Linked DNA regions of Drosophila melanogaster: region 1 is linked to region 2. A link is a contact called in public Hi-C data. All regions are on one chromosome and are shown on one strand. Each heading gives the region's core, a stretch centred on a gene start, on an enhancer-like site or on the middle of the called end of the contact. The rest is flanking DNA. Distances are from core to core; before and after follow the strand shown.

What was found. A called contact is a pair of places that touch in the nucleus more often than the background predicts.
Region 1: a contact with region 2 is called in a Hi-C map of the Kc167 cell line, with 2.5 times the contacts expected there. The contact joins the promoter of Grip84 here to the promoter of kek5 in region 2. A contact is called at or near these places in 1 of 107 Hi-C or Micro-C datasets (the Kc167 cell line) and 1 of 6 datasets of contacts at active chromatin or transcription factors (the Kc167 cell line).

The regions. Positions count from the first base shown.
Region 1 is chrX:19,562,094-19,568,099 of dm6, forward strand. It overlaps Grip84 (Gamma-tubulin ring protein 84), which reads right to left and starts at 3,505. Exons shown (of 5, transcript NM_001298515.1): 1 at 2,680-3,505; 2 at 2,093-2,599; 3 at 983-2,025; 4 at 599-920. The coding sequence starts at 3,048. It overlaps car (carnation), which reads left to right and starts at 3,926. Exons shown (of 3, transcript NM_167664.2): 1 at 3,926-4,033; 2 at 4,122-5,691; 3 at 5,814-6,006. The coding sequence starts at 4,249.
Region 2 is chrX:19,348,220-19,354,546 of dm6, forward strand. kek5 (kekkon 5) reads left to right here and starts at 4,962. Exons shown (of 5, transcript NM_001258817.2): 1 at 4,962-5,434. nAChRalpha7 (nicotinic Acetylcholine Receptor alpha7) reads right to left here and starts at 228. Exons shown (of 16, transcript NM_167645.4): 1 at 1-228.

The DNA of each region.
Region 1 (6,006 bases), core at 2,255-4,754, 210 kb after region 2:
TCAGGGAAAACTTAATAATAATCTACTTATTGTAGATTATTTCTGCATTAGTAATTTAATGATACCAGAAGATGCATTTAAGGTTTTAAAAACAAAAGAAAGCAAATGGCCTAATGCATAGGCAAGCCAATCAAAAATAACTTAAAGCATGCAATCCAAATTCGAAATAAAAGAAACAATGCTATCAAAATCGGGGCCACGCCATTATGCAATCCAGCTGGACACAAAACGGAAATGGGTCCACCGATAACGAAAGTGGGAGCGAGAACACAGGAACCGCAAGGAACAACGTGGTTGAGCACAAGCCTACGCAATACCTGTGGGCAGTGCAGGCTCTCCTGTTCGGATTCGGAGCTGTCCGCGCTATCACGTACCATCGACCTGAGCTCAGCGTCCTGAAAGTAACGCTGCGTGATCTGCGAAGGTGGGGATTAGCAAGGATTCCACATAGAGTTGGAAGCGTTGGCAAGCGGGATAGACATAGAGCATTAAGAGCACGGAGCACGGAGCACGAAGCACAGAGCAAAGGAAGAAGGGTTGTACGCAAAAATTTAGCAATTTAGCCACCCGGTACCCTCGCACTGTAACTGGAACTCACCTGGATGAACTCGCAGTACTTCAGGCAGATCTTGCAGAGCTTGAAGATCGAACGATTCAGATGCGACGACTCGGTCAGCATGCAGTTCTTAAGGCACGAGTCGAGGAAGTCCTGGTGGAGACGCAGAACGTTATCCACGTTCTCCACCGTCTTCATCTTTTCAATGAAAATGTGCCAGTTGGGCTCGATGATCTCGATCATCATGTAGTACTCCAGGTTCTGGATGGCATTCATCATACGCTGGCGCAGAGTGAACGCCGCTCGATAGAGACTAGCCGCCTGCGGCTCGAACTGCCTGGCAATCGAGTTTTCCTTCCAAATCCTGTTTGCGAGAGAAGAACTTAAATGATCGTGGGCATAAAAGGTTAAGGATCGGGAACCCACTTGCACAGTTGGCGCTCCACGTGCTTGCAGTAGAAGAGCTGTCGAAAGAGCATTTGGTACTTGGAGATGGAAATGTGATTCAGCACCAAAGAGCAGGGCCACTTCACCTCGTAGGTGAAAGCGAAGCACTCGAGGCCGCTAAGATCGAGGCGAGGCTGTGCCTGCCAGTTCTCCTCCTTCTTCATGATCTTGGACATTTGCGTGACCAGGTCGTAGGGCAGCAGCTCGCAGTGCAGATCGTCTTTGTAGGGATCATTACGCGCCGAGGAAATGCGAAGCGTTAGTCCCAGCAGGTTCTCTAGCGTCATGGGCAACACGTGGTCCACGTTCTTCGTCAGCTCGTCCTCGCAGGCGTCCATGAACTGCATGGTGAAGTCGCCTTGGTTGAGCAGCAAGTAACGCTTCACCGACTGTAGGTGACCCATCAGGTCGTTCTCCGTTAGCAGCACATCCAGCAGCATGCGGGCGGCAAAGTAGTAAGCGTCGTTGATGACGGACACGTGCCGCTCGCTGGTCGGGTCGAACTCTAGGTTCATCTCTTGCGTGGGCATTACGCGCTTGCCACACTGTCTGATCACATTGAGATACTTGCCGGTGCGCAGGATCTTATCCGAATACTTTGCCAGAAACGATGGTATTTGTTCGTCGCGCAAGGTATACCGTCTCTCCCAATAATCGTCGGAATAGTGCTCGGGCAGCTCGTCGCGATGGATCACTTCGTTGTCCACTACGAGAAATTCCCGGTGGCGGTCCACGATCACGCCCTTCTGGATCCACATCTGCAGCATTCGCATGTACGGCTTGGCCGCCTTGCGCACCAGTCCGATAATCAGCTGTTGTGCATCTTTGTTGCCTTCCAGCCGCTTGATCCGCTCGTGTAAATACGTCAACACTTCGGCATCCCGTGAATCGCTTAGCTGAATGATCACCAACGAGGACCAGACCTCATGCATCACCCACATCGTCGGCTGCAGGTAGTACAGTAGTTTCTGCAATGTTAATCTATTGTGGCGCAGCTCCTGTTCGGCTTGTACGATTATCAGCTAGGCTCGGTGGAAAAAAAGATTAGTTAGGGAAAAATTTTGCCACGACACGATTGCACATCCTTACATAGAAGTCGTGTGTAAGTTCCTGCAGTGCCTCATTCAATGAGTTCATCACCTGACCCAGGCCGTCGGTAGCCGCGATTATCTTCTGCACGCCCATGAAGTAGGAGGCCAATGGCAAGATTTCCCGCACCTGGTGTGTCAGCGAGCGATCGAGGTGCGTGTGTATGTCAAAGTCCGTGTCGTATTTGGCCAGGCCAACGGCAGAAATAATTGGCTTCTGAGGCACCAGGAGGCTTTCTCTTATGCCCGTGAGGCAGTGCAGCAGCTCGTCGAGCAGCATACTCTCCTGGCTGAGAAGCGGCATTGCCGCGATCTCTGCCCTCGGCACCTTGTCCCCGTCCACCTTGTAGTATTCCCACAGTAAATGGGTGCGGTACTCATCGGGCACATCAGTTAGCGTCACCAGGTCATTCGGCATTGACTTTGGGCTGTTGCCCGTTTTGTTGGTCACCGAGCGGTAGCCGCTCAAGGATTGATCGGAAACGGCATTAAGCACACGTTCCTTGATCTGTGTGGGTTGATCATTGATTATTTGAAGGGGCCAAGTAATTGGCAGCGAACAGCACACCATACTTAGTCTGCACTCACCACACTTAAGTCGTTGCGCTCATCCTTGCCCGCTCCACGGTTACGGTCCATTGGGCCGCGCCTGACAAAGACTACGGGTGTAGTGTCGGATTCAGTGGCCTTTTTGCAATTCACCGGCGTCGAGGTGGGAAAGTCCTGGGACTGGGTCAAGCTAAGCCTGGTGGAACCAGATACGTTTTGCGATGTGGTTAAGATTGTCGAGGTGCTTGCGATTGCCAATGTGGTGGGGACTGAACCGGCTGCGGAATTAACATCCGAAGTCTTGTTTCCGTGCGGCAAGCCCATCGCTGAAAGGCTAGTGGAACTGCTGCTCTCGGAGACTGGTTTGCATTCGCTGTATCGCTCGACGAACACCAGCAGTGCGTACATGGGATCCTTATTCTGCAGAATGTGCGAGATCTCCTTGGTCACCTCTGCGAAGTTGGGACGCTTCTCGCTGATGGACACCAGGACTTTGATCAGATCGCAGGCTGGCAGCCGCCGATCACTAGTGGCCCGAAACTCCCGAATGATGCTCTCCGGAGTTAGGGGCGATCTGTGGGATAAAAAATGACAGTAAACTATGGTGCCAATGGCGGGAAAGAGGCGGTGCAGGAGCAACGGCTAGATCGACTGGCCACCTGTGCACTCAATCCACTTACTGCGACTCGCTGATCAAATTGGCGAGCACACCGCGCAGCGCATGGGGTTTACTCATCACGGAGATGGCAATTTATAGTTCCGCGCTTCTCAATTTACAGTTATAACCGGCAATTGAGCTCTTTTTGAGTGCGCCGCTCTTCTCAATATTTTGTTGTTCTTTTCCGGGTTGCTTGAGTGCCGACTGCAGCGACAGGGTTGTCATCTGTCCTTGTAATGTTCTAGTTTTTTTTTCAATCCTTAGCCGTTTTAAAATCGCAGATGCTCATTTTATTTTACGCGCTTGCAGCAATTTCGGAATCAATTTAAACTGAAATGAGCAGCACAAGCAACTTGATGCAAATTGGCATTTGTTGGTATTTAATTGTGAGGATGTGGTGACACTGGTTGCTGGCGAAAAAGAGGGGTGCGTTTAGCATAGTTTACACTGGACTGGCCACTACTGTAACTTATTTGCGTTAAAGCGTGCAAAGCATTGAAAAAATACAAATTTTGTTAAATGAAAAAAGCTGTACATAAAAAATAAATAAGAAATACTTTCTACCCACAGATTAAATAATTGAAACTACTCCTCTATTATTTTATTCTATCTTAACTTTATATTCTTGTTTAATCAACAAAATTTATATCTGGCAACTGTTTTGATTTTAAATTGCAGGCAAGTGATAGTGTGAATGGCCCATAGAGCAGCGGACAGTGTGACCGTGCCATAAGGGTAAGTGTAAGACCGCACTGCTGAGCGCAGGCGCAGTCCAAATCAGCTGCTTTGCAGCGATTACAGTCGCGTCCCTGATCTTCTGCAGCCGAAATCCGTGGGCGTTGCACCAACACCACCAACGCACTGCACAAACCGCCCACCAAGGACACGGTAGCGACCGACCGGAAGCCGCAGAGCATACGAATCAACACTTCTGGCAAGAGGAAAGGAGCATGTTCCCCCACTTGAAGGGCCATGGTCAGCGGGTCAACCTGCAGTTGCTGCAGGAGGCCGCCTGCCGCGAGCTGCTGCAGCAGCTGGACCGCATTGAGGGTTCCAAGGTTATTGTGCTGGACGAGACCATGATCGGACCGCTGGACTTGGTTACCCGGCCAAAGTTATTCGCTGATCGAGGCATCCGTCTGCTGGCCCTCAAGCCGGAGCTTCATTTGCCGCGCGAGGTGGCCAATGTGGTGTACGTGATGCGCCCACGCGTGGCGCTGATGGAGCAGCTGGCCGCCCACGTGAAGGCAGGCGGAAGAGCGGCCGCTGGACGGCAGTACCACATCCTGTTCGCCCCGAGGCGGTCATGTCTGTGCGTCAGCCAACTGGAGGTCAGCGGCGTGTTGGGCAGCTTCGGAAACATCGAGGAACTGGCCTGGAACTATCTGCCGCTGGATGTCGACCTGGTATCGATGGAGATGCCCAATGCCTTCCGCGATGTGAGTGTGGACGGTGACACTAGCTCGCTGTATCAGGCGGCAGTGGGCCTAGTGCAGCTGCAGCGTCTATACGGTCGCATTCCGAAGATCTACGGAAAAGGAGAGTTTGCGCACAGGGTATGGGAGCACGCCAAGCAGCTGGGCCGGGATGAGCGGACTCTGTACAACGGCGACAAGGGTGTCGTCGATCAGTTGATCCTTCTGGACAGAAGCATCGATCTGCTCAGCCCGCTGGCCACACAACTCACCTACGAGGGGCTTATCGATGAGTTCTACGGCATCCGGCAGAACAAACTGACGCTGCCCGCCGAGAACTTTCCCTCTGACGGAGCCCTTCCCGGAGGCGGAGGCAGTGGCCCACGAGTCGAGGAATCGCAGTCGCTGCTGGGTGACACCGAGAAAAAGACCATCCTACTGCACTCCGGCGAGCAGTTGTACGCGGAGCTGCGGAACAAGCACTTCAACGAGGTCACCAAGCTGCTCGCTCGCAAGGCACGGGAAATTCACGTCCAGATGCACGCCACCTCCCAGGACAAGAGCGTGCAGGAGATCAAGAGCTTCGTCGAGAACCTCCTGCCGCAGCTAATGGCCCAGAAGAAGGCCACCTCTGAGCATACGGCCATCGCTGGCCTCCTGCACGAACAGGTGAACGCGGTGCGCTTCGCTGACGACCTGGCTGCCGAGCAGGAGTTCATGGTCTGCGCAGATATCGACAAGCCAAGCGCCTACATCGAGGACCTGATTGCCTGCAGGGTGGAGTTGAATCGCGTCCTGCGGCTCATCTGCATGCAGTGCCACGCCGCCTCCGGATTCAAGGAGAAGCTGCTTAACCACTACAAGCGCGAACTGGTCCATGTGTACGGTCTGGAAGTGCTGCTCACCATCAGCAACCTGGAGAAATCGGGCCTGCTCCATCTGCAAACAGAGTCGCGGGCTTACAGCGTTCTGCGAAAGGTGAGCGCCAATTCAGTAATCCAACCATATTTAGTTATAAGTTATATAGTTATTTGTGAGTGAATATATGAGGGAATGCTATTTAGGATGTTGCTACATCAAAACATCATTTTCTCTTGCAGACGCTGCACCTCACGGTGGACGACAACGTTGAAATTGAGCCAAAGGACATCAGCTACGTGCACAGCTTCTACGCTCCGCTGACCGCGCGCATTGTGGAGCATTCGCTCAAACCGCTGGGTTGGCAGACGCTTAAGAGCCAAATCAATAACCTGCCCGGACCGACGTTCGAGGACTTTCAGGCGCAGTTGGTGG
Region 2 (6,327 bases), core at 3,712-6,211:
CGGCTGCGAATGGGACAGATGTCACCAGCAATTCCCCGACCGATTCGCTCACGACCACGCACTCGACTGAATGGCTGTGAAAGCAGGAGCCAACGATGCCGCACAACAACAGTCCAAACTAACACAACAGCATTGCCGAGAAAGCCAAGAATGCCGAGAATGCCGAGAAAGCCGAGAAAGTAGACAGTGGCCACGAGGAGCGGGCTCGACTTTCCAACTGCAACTGAGCCGGAGTCCGCGACACGTGGCCAATGGATATCGTGTCGGTGCTGTGACCTTAAACGAGAGCATAACATAGCCACATCGGGTGTCCTTCGTGTCCTTCGACTGTGTTGGCTCCTGCTGTTAGCAGCGCACACGCCTAGCCGGAATGTTGTGAAAAGTAAACAAATTCGGTGGCACACTGCCACTCAACATCCTTGCTGTTTTGATGCATGTTACGAATGCACTGAACTGGACGCCACGTGGTGCTCCCCCCAATGGCAATTTACTTATGCCGGATATGAAAAAATATAGAATGCGATGCTTTTCAAGCTTCAAAACGATTGTATATCCTTAATTAAAATGAAAATAATTCATGCAATCAGTCAAGTAATCAATCACTTTAGACGGAAATCAGGTAGCGCATTTTGTGACACAAGGATTTAACATCATTCATGTGTCGTACGGTACACGTGGCAAAAAAAAATGTATGATATCATACAAGAAACATAAAAAATGCAAAAATTGTGTAGATAAATATGTAACAAATTCGGAGGGTTAAACATTAAACATAATGCATAAAACTACAACAATGACCGCAAATCATTGAAAATTGTACTTGTTCGATTTTATGCCACTATAATTAATGGTTTTTTTTTTGTATGTATCGCAAAAGAGTTTCCACCCCTGAAAGCTGTTATACCCAGTTTAGTTGACAGCAATCCACAACATAATATCCACATGTTAACACAGGATCCACTAGACTTTTTACCCCTAAAAGCTTTTTCATATTGCAAGTTGGCTTTTGCTCCACATCGTTTTTTGTGTATAACGTTATGCCATAAATATAACGTTATTCCATAAACATAACGTTATGCCATAAACCACATATTCACCCCTAGTTTCCATAACCTAAGGTTTTTATGGAAAGTTATGTCCCAAAGTGTCCTGAATATGAAAGTGTCCCTATGGAAATAATCTTAAGAAGCTTGAGCTTTAAACTTTCTTTACGGGGGTATACTTTAAAAGCTCAGTTCGCTTTTAAAATATACTCCAATATGAAAACCAAAATCATTTTCCGTTTCAAACCTAAATTTGGTTGTGAGAACAAGCTACATTTCATATTTCACATCATTAAGAACTTTAGAAGCCCTAAACTTTTCCTAAATAAGCTTAGACTATAGAAAGTAGCTTATATTAATTTAGGCTTAACTCTTTTTTTATTGTTATTTTTATTTTAAAAACTACCTTCAGGCAGCCTAAACACTTATATGTTTAAGAAATAGAAATAAGTAATATTATATTAGTATTAGACACAACGTTAACAATTTTTGATTACTTACTAAGATAAATGTTTCGTACATTTAAATATTGATTGACAACTAATACTGGGAATTGGGATATATTTTTTACGACAGGATTCTAGTTGATCCAGATCCACTTTCTATGCATCTAGAAACGCATGTATGTATGTACCAAGAAGCATTGCACATTGTTCTCAGTATTTTACTCTGAGCTGTACGGATTTTCTTTATGGTGCAATTTAGCAGCAACTCCATAAACTTGAAAGCCATATCTTCAAATCGGTTTGAGGATGGTTTTATATATAGCCAACTTGCTTTTTAAGGAGAGCTTGATACTAGGAGACAGGAGCCACGATATTTTCGCAACTTTTGACAACATAGCCAAAGTATAGATAATCCCAAGATATTTTCCATACGACTTATGCTCCAGCACGGATCCAAGATGCGTATATATTCCAGGTCTGATCGAAAACATAAACTTTGCTCATTTGCTACTGTTTATTCCTGTTTGTTCCAATCCTGCGTCAATTTTTCAAAGCAACAAACATACTCCTGTGGAAAGGGGTTTCTGACTAGAACTGCGGCATCATCAGCGGATGTTGCAATGAGAACGTCATCAGTGTCCACAGTTTGGACTGAAAAGCTTGACTCTCAGATGAATGCAAATACATAAATATTGTAGGTTATAAGTTACACCTTTCAATTATATATTTTAATTATATTACCCAAAACTTAAAATTTATCAAGCCAATTGGGCATCCTTCTTGGGAATATAAGCTGGGTAATAAAGCCTGGGCAATGGCTCCCGATAGACATGTCCAGTGGATGGATGGACCCAGTTCAAATCCATATTCGCCAGGTACACGTACTCCTGCCGAGAAATGCGCACTTGGCAGTGCTCTCCAGATAGATCCGCAAACTCCTCAGCCGCATAGTTGTCCAAATCGATCTCGTACAACTTTTCCAAGCAAGGAAGATGATGATGGTGATAGTGACCGAAGTCGACCGAAATGGGGAAACCTGCATCCAACTAGCACATCCAACTGCAGGGCCAGCTGGAAATGGTGATGAGCCTGGCTACTTTAGTCACCAGTCACTTTAGTTGGCTCCTCCTCCGTCGCCTGCAACGCCACCTGGCTGATGGTGCGCTTCAAGGAGTCCTCCGTTTGGGTTCATCGGAGTCGCCATTAAGAGCAACTTATTGTTAAAGTTCATGTTCATTAATCAATCTAAAATCTAAAGCTAGCTCACCAACTCAACTGAGTCAGCTGCTCCTTCAGCAAGATGTTCATATTTTCATATGGTTTTAGTTCTTCATTTACAGATACAGATACAGAATAGAAGATACAGAATAGAAGATTCCACATCATTGGTGTCAATGTCTTTTTCCTTTTGGAGGAAATATTCATTGAATATTCTCTAAAACTATATAAGTTATTATGCCTGAATAGAGTCGATCTTTAAATAAAAGCAAAAAACAAAACAATTTTAAACATTTAACCAACTAAAATAGAGAAAACGTAAAATATTGTAAGTGGAGTGTGTTATTCTTGTGTTTTATATGTTCGCAGTTGTTGAAATGTTTACTCACCAAATGAAAATATATGTAAGTCCTAGATAGGAAGGATATAAAAGAATATTAAATAAAACGAACATAGAAGATGGTTACCTTGTTCTCATGAAATGTGTGTTCTATTTTTATGATCCTAGCTTGATTTGGTGCTTATGTGCCCAGTTTATAGCATAATTTGTCATAATTAATTTGGCGTCCATCTGTGTTTAGTCTACTGTACATTTCAAAATGCTGCAATACCAATTGTAACCTATCATGATCGAGCAGCATTTCATTTAGTTTCTGCATTTCAAATCAAAAAAATATACATCTTTTATTTTAAAACTTACACAATCAATTGGCGAAAAAATCGATTGCTCGCCAACACTTCTATTTCCCTATAACAAAAGATGCGTTTTTTAAATAAATAAAAAAACCAGTATTTTTTCTGTAAAAGATTTACTTTGCTTGTTTAAATTTTTTTAATTAGAAATCAAATTAACCAAATTTAAAATTAGGGTGTCCATAATTAGTTGTCGACTTTTACATTTCAAAACATTTTCAAGAAGTGTAGGCGTGGCAGATTTGAGCGATTTGTGGGCGTTAAAGTGGAGGTGCCAACATTACTTGACAACTAACTTGCGCTGCGTATGCCTCTTAAATCTTCAGGTCTAATAAAAAATTAGCTTCACTTTCTGGTATCTCTTATAAATAAATAGGAAATAAAGCTATATTAATATTAAGGCATAATAACAAACATCGAAAACTTCCAAAATTAAGCAATTTAAAGTATCTTTCATTGAAATGTAGTAATAATGCCATTGCTCTTATGCTATTATCAATGTGTACTGGTTTCCCATGATACCTTACTATTTAATTTTATGTAAAGGGAACCTTACATATTTATGTATTGGATTGGAATTGCCACTCGTTTCTCGCAGTGTATCTGGCTGGCTCCACACATGGGCGCGTGTATGCTCTCCCCTTACTGACGTACTTAATTCTTCGCAGTTATTCAGGGGCACAGAGAACGCTTCACTTTCCTTCTTTTTTCGCCGGTGACGTAATTAATGATGCTAGCCGCTGAAATTTTAAAATGAATTGCACTACCAAGCAGCAGCTCCTTTCCATTTTGTTCGACGATCAGAGGTCTTAAAATCAAACTTCTGTCAACTGGCTGATGAATTCATTCAGTTTCTAACGTTCGCGATGGAGCTGAAATTCTTATTTTGTGTTCAACTGATTTTTTGAATACATATGTATATATTTTGTACTGAGCTCTGTTCTTGAGAAGGGAGAATCTATAGTCGAGTATATCGGTTACTTGGCTAATGGAAATGCGAACGCGAAATTTTAACATTTTTCTTAGGTAGATATTATTGGGGAATGAAATAAGAAACTATTTAAAAATTGCTTGGGTAGTTTTTGGCGGCTTGTGAGCGTTAGAGTGGGCGTGGCAAAATGGGTCAACAAACTGGCTCTGCGTCTATGTTTATGTATAGAACATGTATGCTTAATCTCAACATCCTAGCTGTACAATAAGACAAAAAAAAAAAAACACATTTCATTGGCATCAGAATCGTTAAGGGTAAAATTGTCACGACTTTCGTACCATGGTTTTGTTTGATTTGATTATGGTGATAACTAAAATTATTTTTTTTTATTGAAAAAAAATTATTGATTTTAATTTTTTTTGTTTTTGTATACATTCATTAAGTGAAAAATCGCCGTAAATTTGATTTTATAATTCGTTACACACGTTTTGTTTCAGTGCTTTGTTGCTGTTGCAACCCCTCAGCTGACGTTCCAGTCGAACATGTTGCATGACGGCTCGGCTTAGTTCGGTTCGGTTCGCTGCGACTCGGTTCGATGCGGCTCGAGCGGCCTGCTCTCGAACAGATGTGCGTCGCAGTGTTGTTGCAAACGCCGGTCGCGTAGGTTGTTGCTAGAGTGAAACGTCGAGCGCATCGCCCACCCACATACACATATGTACGTACTCGAGTGCGCGAAGCAGTCAGTTGTTGCCGCCAATTGAATGGACAGTCGCGGTTAACGAAACACGAAAAGTCGTCTCGACTCGCCTCGCGTCGCGTGGAGTTCACTTGAGTTGAGTGGCGGCTAGTGTGTGTGTGTTTGCTTTTTTTTTCGAACGCCGCCAAACACGCGGCTGTTGCGGCTGTCCCGGAGTGCATTACTCACACTTTTTTTTCGGTTACTTGCAAGTGATACCCCTTAAACGAAAACAACAACAAGCCCCCCCCACCCACACACCACTTCAACCCCCTCACAAGCAGCTAAAGCCAAAAGGTGATTATATTTGGAAAAGTCACGCCGTGGAGTAAATAACGGAGCGGAGAGCGGATCAACACAAAGCGTGGTAAAGAGAGTGGAGAGATAAAGAGTTAAAATAAGTGCATAGAGTGCGAGTGGGAGAGATAGAGCGAGCGAGCGGGAGGGAGAGTGTAAGTGCTGCCCGTGTGTGAGAGTGTGTGTGTCTGTCTTCATGTACGTATGTGGCTTCTTTCAATGGTAGTCGTGTGTACCCGTTGAACCGGTTCAACACTCATCTTCGACTTACCTGCAAAACAACAGAAGCAGCAATGATAACAACAACAACAACGACAACAGCAGCGACTGCAGCGTGGTTTGTGCTTGGAAAAACATGAAAAACTGAAACTGAAGCAAAATGCAGCATCGCCAGAAGCAGCAGCAACAACAAAACGAGAACAACAACGTGCAGCTGCAGCAATTGTAATGTCAAATGAATCAAACAAACTGCATCATTTGCGTTTCCGAAGGCAGGAAAATAAGGGAAAGGCAAAGAAATGAAGAAAACATACATATTACATATGTATATATAAACATATATATTTAGGTATATATGTACGTATGTACGTAAAGTGCAGTCTGCAGTTTAAAAGCCATTAACCCCCAAAAACTGAAGTAACGAACCATCCGCACGGAGATCGCTGTTTTCCCCACTGAACTAACTTAATTCGTTTAGCCAGAATACACTGATCCCGTTGCAAATTGGTGGCTAATATGCAATATGATATTTAATTTGCAACCATATATTCTGCATATTTCACGCGTGTGTGCGTGAGCGCTGTAGGGTTAATACGAGAGCGCTCACTACCTGCGCGCCCTGCCAAGGGTTAAGCACTCAGGCAAGAAGTTTCGCGTGTAATTGACGTTGCCAAAAATTAAGAAAGAAAGAAAAACAAACAAACAAACGCAGAACAAAACAAAACAAAACAAACCAGTAAGGGA